2 separate regions of the Callithrix jacchus genome follow, and region 2 is linked to region 1. The links are chromatin contacts, called in public Hi-C maps. All regions are on one chromosome and are shown on one strand. Each heading gives the region's core, a stretch centred on a gene start, on an enhancer-like site or on the middle of the called end of the contact. The rest is flanking DNA. Distances are from core to core; before and after follow the strand shown. Region 1 has its middle 140 kb from the start of UNC5CL. Region 2 overlaps UNC5CL (unc-5 family C-terminal like).

Evidence for each region. Hi-C and Micro-C count contacts between places; a contact is called where the count stands out from the background.
Region 2: a Hi-C map of skeletal muscle shows a contact between it and region 1, with 6 times the contacts expected there. The contact joins two enhancer-like sites. A contact is called at or near these places in 3 of 3 Hi-C or Micro-C datasets (induced pluripotent stem cells and skeletal muscle).

The regions. Positions count from the first base shown.
Region 1 is chr4:49,380,757-49,383,456 of calJac240_pri, forward strand. No RefSeq gene overlaps it. Among named protein-coding and RNA genes, the nearest start is that of UNC5CL, 140 kb to the right of the region's middle. Within about 2 kb of position 1,410, at least 5 of the 16 cell types and tissues checked have an H3K27ac peak or open chromatin away from gene starts, as enhancers often do. A contact at or near this core is called in skeletal muscle, where this site is marked.
Region 2 is chr4:49,515,266-49,518,172 of calJac240_pri, forward strand. It overlaps UNC5CL (unc-5 family C-terminal like), which reads right to left. Exons shown (of 9, transcript XM_008994385.5): 9 at 1-1,460. The coding sequence ends at 1,238. Among named protein-coding and RNA genes, the nearest start is that of UNC5CL, 10 kb to the right of the region's middle. Within about 2 kb of position 1,391, at least 7 of the 16 cell types and tissues checked have an H3K27ac peak or open chromatin away from gene starts, as enhancers often do. A contact at or near this core is called in skeletal muscle, where this site is marked.

The DNA of each region.
Region 1 (2,700 bases), core at 160-2,659:
CAGCTGGGCACTTCTAGGACGTGAACAGAGTCTTCCCCTATTTAAAAGAGAAAAAAAGAGCAAAGTGAAGCTCCCTGTTCTGCCTTGCTTCTGTCTTTGTGAACATTAGGCTGTAGATGGGGACTGTGACGGCCACCTTGCCATCTGAGGGGAGACATCACTGACACACCAAGCATGGCCCTTCCTGGCACCACTGAGCTGTGATGTCTACAGCCCCTAAAGACCACAGCCCTGGACTTCTTTCTTATTTTTGATGAGCTAAGGAATGTCCGCATTGTTTTGTCAGAGGTGTTTAAACCAGAGCAACTCCATCTCGAATAGGGGCTGGATAAAATAAGGCTGAGACCTTCTGGGCCGTATTCCCAGATGGTTTGGCATTCTAAGTCATAGGATGAGATAGGAGGTCGGCCACACGAGATACAGGTCATAAAGACCTTGCTTATAAAACTTGCAGTAAAGAAATTGGCTAAATCCCACCAAAACCAAGATGGCAAAGAGAGTGACCTTTGGTGGTCTTCACTGCTATACTCCTACCAGTGCCATGACAGCTTATAAATGCGAAGGCAACATCAGGAAGTTACCCTATGTGATCTGAAAAGGGGAGGCATGAATAGTCCACCTCGTTAGCACATAATCAATAAGTAACCATTAAAATGGGCAATCAACAGTCCTTGGGGCTGCTCTGCCTATGGAGTAGCCTTTCTTTATTCTTTTACTTTCTTAATAAACTTGCTTTCACTTTATGGATTTGCCTCAAATTATTTCTCACACAAGATCCAAGAACCCACTCTTGGGGTCTGGATCGGGACCCCTTTCCGGTAAGAGTTTAGGCCACTACTGGCTGAGTATTGTTACTTGCAGCCAAACCCATATACCCATCCAATGCCTGGAACAGTGCCTGGCACATAGTAGGCCCTTCCTAAAGGGCTGTTTAATGAAGGAAATGGAAAACCATGTAAGCATATGTGGGAAAACAGGATAAACTCAAGGCACTACATGAATAAGAAGAAAGATTCATTTTCTTGAGCCTCAGTTTCCTTATTGAGGGGGCTGGGCTCAGTGGGTTCATTTAGGCTCCCACTTTCTCTATTTTGAGTAGAAGAAAAGATGAAGTTTCAGGTGTGCAGGACTGACAGTAAACGTTATGGGAGAAGAGACCCTGGGAATCCCTCACAACTGCTCACTGTTTATCCTTGGCAAGCCCAGGGAGTCTGTCAAAGGACATCACTTTCTGCAGGAAGGTTCAAAGACACATATCTAAATAGAACAGAGTCTGATAAGGGACTCGCCCAGGGGCCAGCCTCTAAAACAAAGAACTGCAAAGACCTCTCCTCTCTCGGCCTTTGATTTAACTCAGTAAAATCTGGAAGCATCAGAATGACTTTCTTTGTTCATTGTAGACTCCTGAGGCCGCCCAGAGGCCTGCCTGTTTTTCCACCACAGGCAGCTGGCAGTAACTCAGCAAGGCACACTCCTTGCTCTACTCAGCCACTCAGATAAGGCCACTAGAGTTACTCATGAGTCCAGGGGCATTGGAGCAGGATCTCATGCACCTGATGCTGCAGGCCAGACCTTGGCCAAGTGACAAGGACCTCTGAGTCCTACTCTGAGGCTCCCCTAGCTGCCCTTTGTTGTCCTTCATCCTTTGTGGAACCTTTAGGAAATTATACGTTACTTCAATGGTCACTTCAATTTCCCAACTAAAAGTCTACGTTCTGCACTCAGAAACATCTTAGTCAATTGAACTGAAGCCTTTCTCAGGCCTGTTGCTAACTAAATCTCATCTCCCCTAAGATGCCTTTGATGTGTTCATCTTGCAAGCTTTGTACCAGTTTTTAACCCTTGTTTTGCACTGCGTATCCCTTATATTACTTAAATTTTACCTGTTTTCTAGTTCCCAACTAGACTGTAAATCCCTAAAAGACAGAGCCCACATCTTTCATCCATACTTAGGATTCAATTATTCATTCATTCATTTATTCAACAAATATCTATTAAGTACTGAGCTTTGTGGTAGGTCTGAGCTGTCAAAAATGAGTAAGACATGACCCCTACTTTCAAGATCTTAAAGTCTGTTTCAGAGAGATAGACTGTACAAGCAGATAGTTAGGTCCGCTCCTCATCTTCATCCTGGGGTTCATGTTCCAAGTGTCACAACCCTGCTCAGCCTTTATTTGAGCTGCAACTCTTTGTAACTGTGTTTCTTGTAATCAAGAGAAACCAATTACGGCATCCTCGAGGGTAAGAAATGCTTATACTGACTCTTAAAGGATCAGTATAAGGGAATTGAGGGCACAGGGAGGATATTCCTGGCAGAGGGCACAGCACGAGCAACAGCATGGAGGCCAAGAACAGCTTGTTATGGGCAATGCCAAACACATGTGCATTCATTTCTATTTTTGATCCTTCATTGTGGAATGAAAGGCTTTGTCCACAGTAAAGCAATCCCAAACACCAAAAGGCTGATAAAGGAGGTATTCTGGGACTTGCATAGGGAGTAAAGTCCCTTCCCTGAGCCTACAAAATTACACTGGGTAAGCAGCTGTCTCCAAACGCCATTGCTTAAAACCAATCCTGCTGATTCATAGCCGCTTCTTTCGTGGCCAAAGATGCACAAGAAAGAGAAGCAGCAGCCCAATTGCAATGGCCAAAGTCCTGGGAATGAGAGAAATGTCTCCAAAGAGGGAATGGCGAGGGTGA
Region 2 (2,907 bases), core at 141-2,640, 130 kb after region 1:
TAACAACACCAGGTGCTGAATAAGTATCTGCTGACTGAATGGGGTGCTCTTTCATCCCTATCCTTTATTTCCCGACCCTAAACTGGATCTTAATCCATGGGGAAAATATCCCCACCCATCCATACCTAGAGTAGCCCTCTCTTTCAACAGTCTTTGATACATAACACTGGTTTAGAGGCACTTGCCTGAAGGGAAAAGACTGGGGGTTTCAGACAGAGAAAGAAACACACAAAGACAGGCCACAGAGACTAAGCAAAGACAAAAAGATCTTAGACAAGGGAGAGAGAATAACAGAAACAGGTGCAGAGAGGGAACAACTGTGGGAGGCAGGGACAGAAAAACCAAGTCAGAGAGACTTAAAACGCACACAGCTGGAGATAAAGAGATAAAAGGGTTGGGCCAGAATGATCATCTTGAAGTTTCTACTCAGCTTTCATGTTTTCGATAGAGATAATGCCAGCGAGAGGGGAAGACGAGGCCCAGGCGGGAGGATAAAGAAAGAAAGGAAGTTAGTAGAGGCGGAGGCAGACAGCCAAGCGTGCCTGGCCGGGAAGCCTCGTCCTACCCGGGTCTCACCCATAGGGCTGGGCTCCCATGCCCACTCTCCGCTCCTACCCTACGTCCAGCCACCCTCTTCCTCCACTCGCACTTAAAGATCTCCAAACCACTTGCAAGTCAAATCCTCTCTCGCCAACATCCTCCGTGAAGCATCCTCGCTGCTCCACCCCACACTCAGCTCTTCCCCTTTCGACTCCTAAAGCCACACCCAAATCCCCTAAAGACAGTGCAGGGCTGTTTTAGAGTTTGCACTTGGCTCCCGTGAAAGAACTGTGTGCTTGGCAGGGCTCCAGACCCTACCTCCTATATTCCAGTATTCTTCATGACACCAGCCCAGTGCTGGGTCTTCCTAAGTGCTGAGTACTTGGGGCCTCAGGGGCCCTAAAGTGCACGCGGAGACACTGGCCGTCCCCTGGTCAGTTTCGGCAGGCGGGCCACGCTGAGGCCATCTCCTGGGCTCCCGCGCCCTCTGCCGGCCAGGAGGGGACCCGCACGCGGGACAGTCTGCGACCCGAAGGGCGGTCTTACTGCTGGAAGACGGGCGCGGACGTCCCGGGCACCGTCAGAGGGTTCAGGGAAGGCTGGTGGGCACGGCCAGGAACAGCTGCTGTGTTCTTCTTAGGTGTGGGGGACAACCCCTCTCGCCCCCACACCTCCCCGGCCCTGCCCGTGGCGGCGCTCAGAGCTTCTCGTCCATCTCCAGGCCCTGGTTATCCTGAGCGCCCCCGCGCTGGGGGCCAGGGCTGCCTCCCTGTGTCCCGTTCAGGTAGTTCTGGATGGCGGAGGCGCAGTCCAGCCGTTCCATAACAGTCATGAGGTAGTGCAACTCCTGCAGGCTGCCGTTCTGCTCCTCAAACAACTCCAGGATGGCCGCTGCGGGGCTGCGCTGGCAGGACAGGAACCTGGGCGGAGGCAGGGGAAGAGGAGAAGGAGAAAGGAGCAGGGAGGGGCTCCTCCCCTCCTCCAGGCTCCCTGGGCTGCGCTGCGGCGAGCTCCGTCCCTCCCCCACCCTGTAGCTTTGGTCCTGGTCCTGCTCTTGCCTGCCTTCCAGGGGAAGCCTCAGAACTTTGAAACTTGAGATTATCCGGGCTTGGAGGCTAACCTCTGAGCCCTACTCCTCTCTAGACCTCAGTTTCCTCTTACGAAGCTGTGGACTTAGATAGAGGACCTTTAAGTTTGCTCCAGCTCTGATGTTCTGTAATTAATTGCCTTCTCTACCTCCCCCACCCCAAATACACCCCTAGCCTCCTAATTCCCTTCTTCCTCTCTCCTAGGCCACAACATCCTGCCCACTACTAAGGAAACACTTGCCCTAAACCATGGCTTTTTATCACCATCCTCCAGTGCACAAAAACCTCCCAGAGTCTCCATGCTTCATGAGCCTTTTCGGCTCATTCACCACCTGGCCTTGTGCTCTCTTTCTGCTTTCTCTCCCTTCTCCCATTCTCTCCCTTAGCTCAGGCCTCTCTCTTTCCCGCCTTGCACACACTACACCCCAAAACTGCTGCTCCCCAAAACAGAATGGCTGATCTCCTCTTCCCCATCACTTCCTCCCGGAAGCCCTTTGTAGTTCCCCCCTCCCAGGTGGAAGAGACCATTCTGCACCCCTCAGTTCAGACTTCTGGTCATAACCCCACAGTTCATTATTATTCTTGCTTCCGCTGTTTTCTGTCTCTCTTCAGTGTTATACAATAACGGATTCTTATAAGAAGGCACAAGGGACACTTGCCATTATTTTTCAAGCTCTCTGAACCCCTTACTAGTGTGTGTGCTCCTAGGAGCTGGGACTATGCCTCATTCATCTTGTATCTCAGTGCTTAGCAGTTTCCAGGGCATAGTAGGTACTTGATAAATGCTTAAATAAATGAATGATTTAAAAATCCACCCTGTTTTCAGGGTCCAGCTAAGCCCATCAGCTGGATAAAGACTTCCCTGACCACTGCACTCACAGTCTAGTTTTCAGAGCTTAGCTCAGAAATATTCTGCTGCTTTCTTTGTGATGTCCCTGACAGGGATCATGACTGCACCGTCACCCTCCTTGCTAACATTTATTGAATTAACATGTGCCAGGCACCCAGCTACATGCTTTACACACATTATCCTATAATCTGCCTTTCTAATCCTCAGGGCACAGCATGGCAAGCACGCAACACATACCCAATGACTTTCATGTTAATGGATTCATTGTTAAATGTGAATTGAGCACCCACTATACACCAGACATCGTTCTAGGTACTGATGATACAGTGATTAATAGAGCTGCCCTTTTATAGGAAATAGGGTGGAGAGTAGCAATTCTCTGACTTTTTAGTCACTCCCTTGCCTGGGATCCAGTCTCCAGAGTGTCCT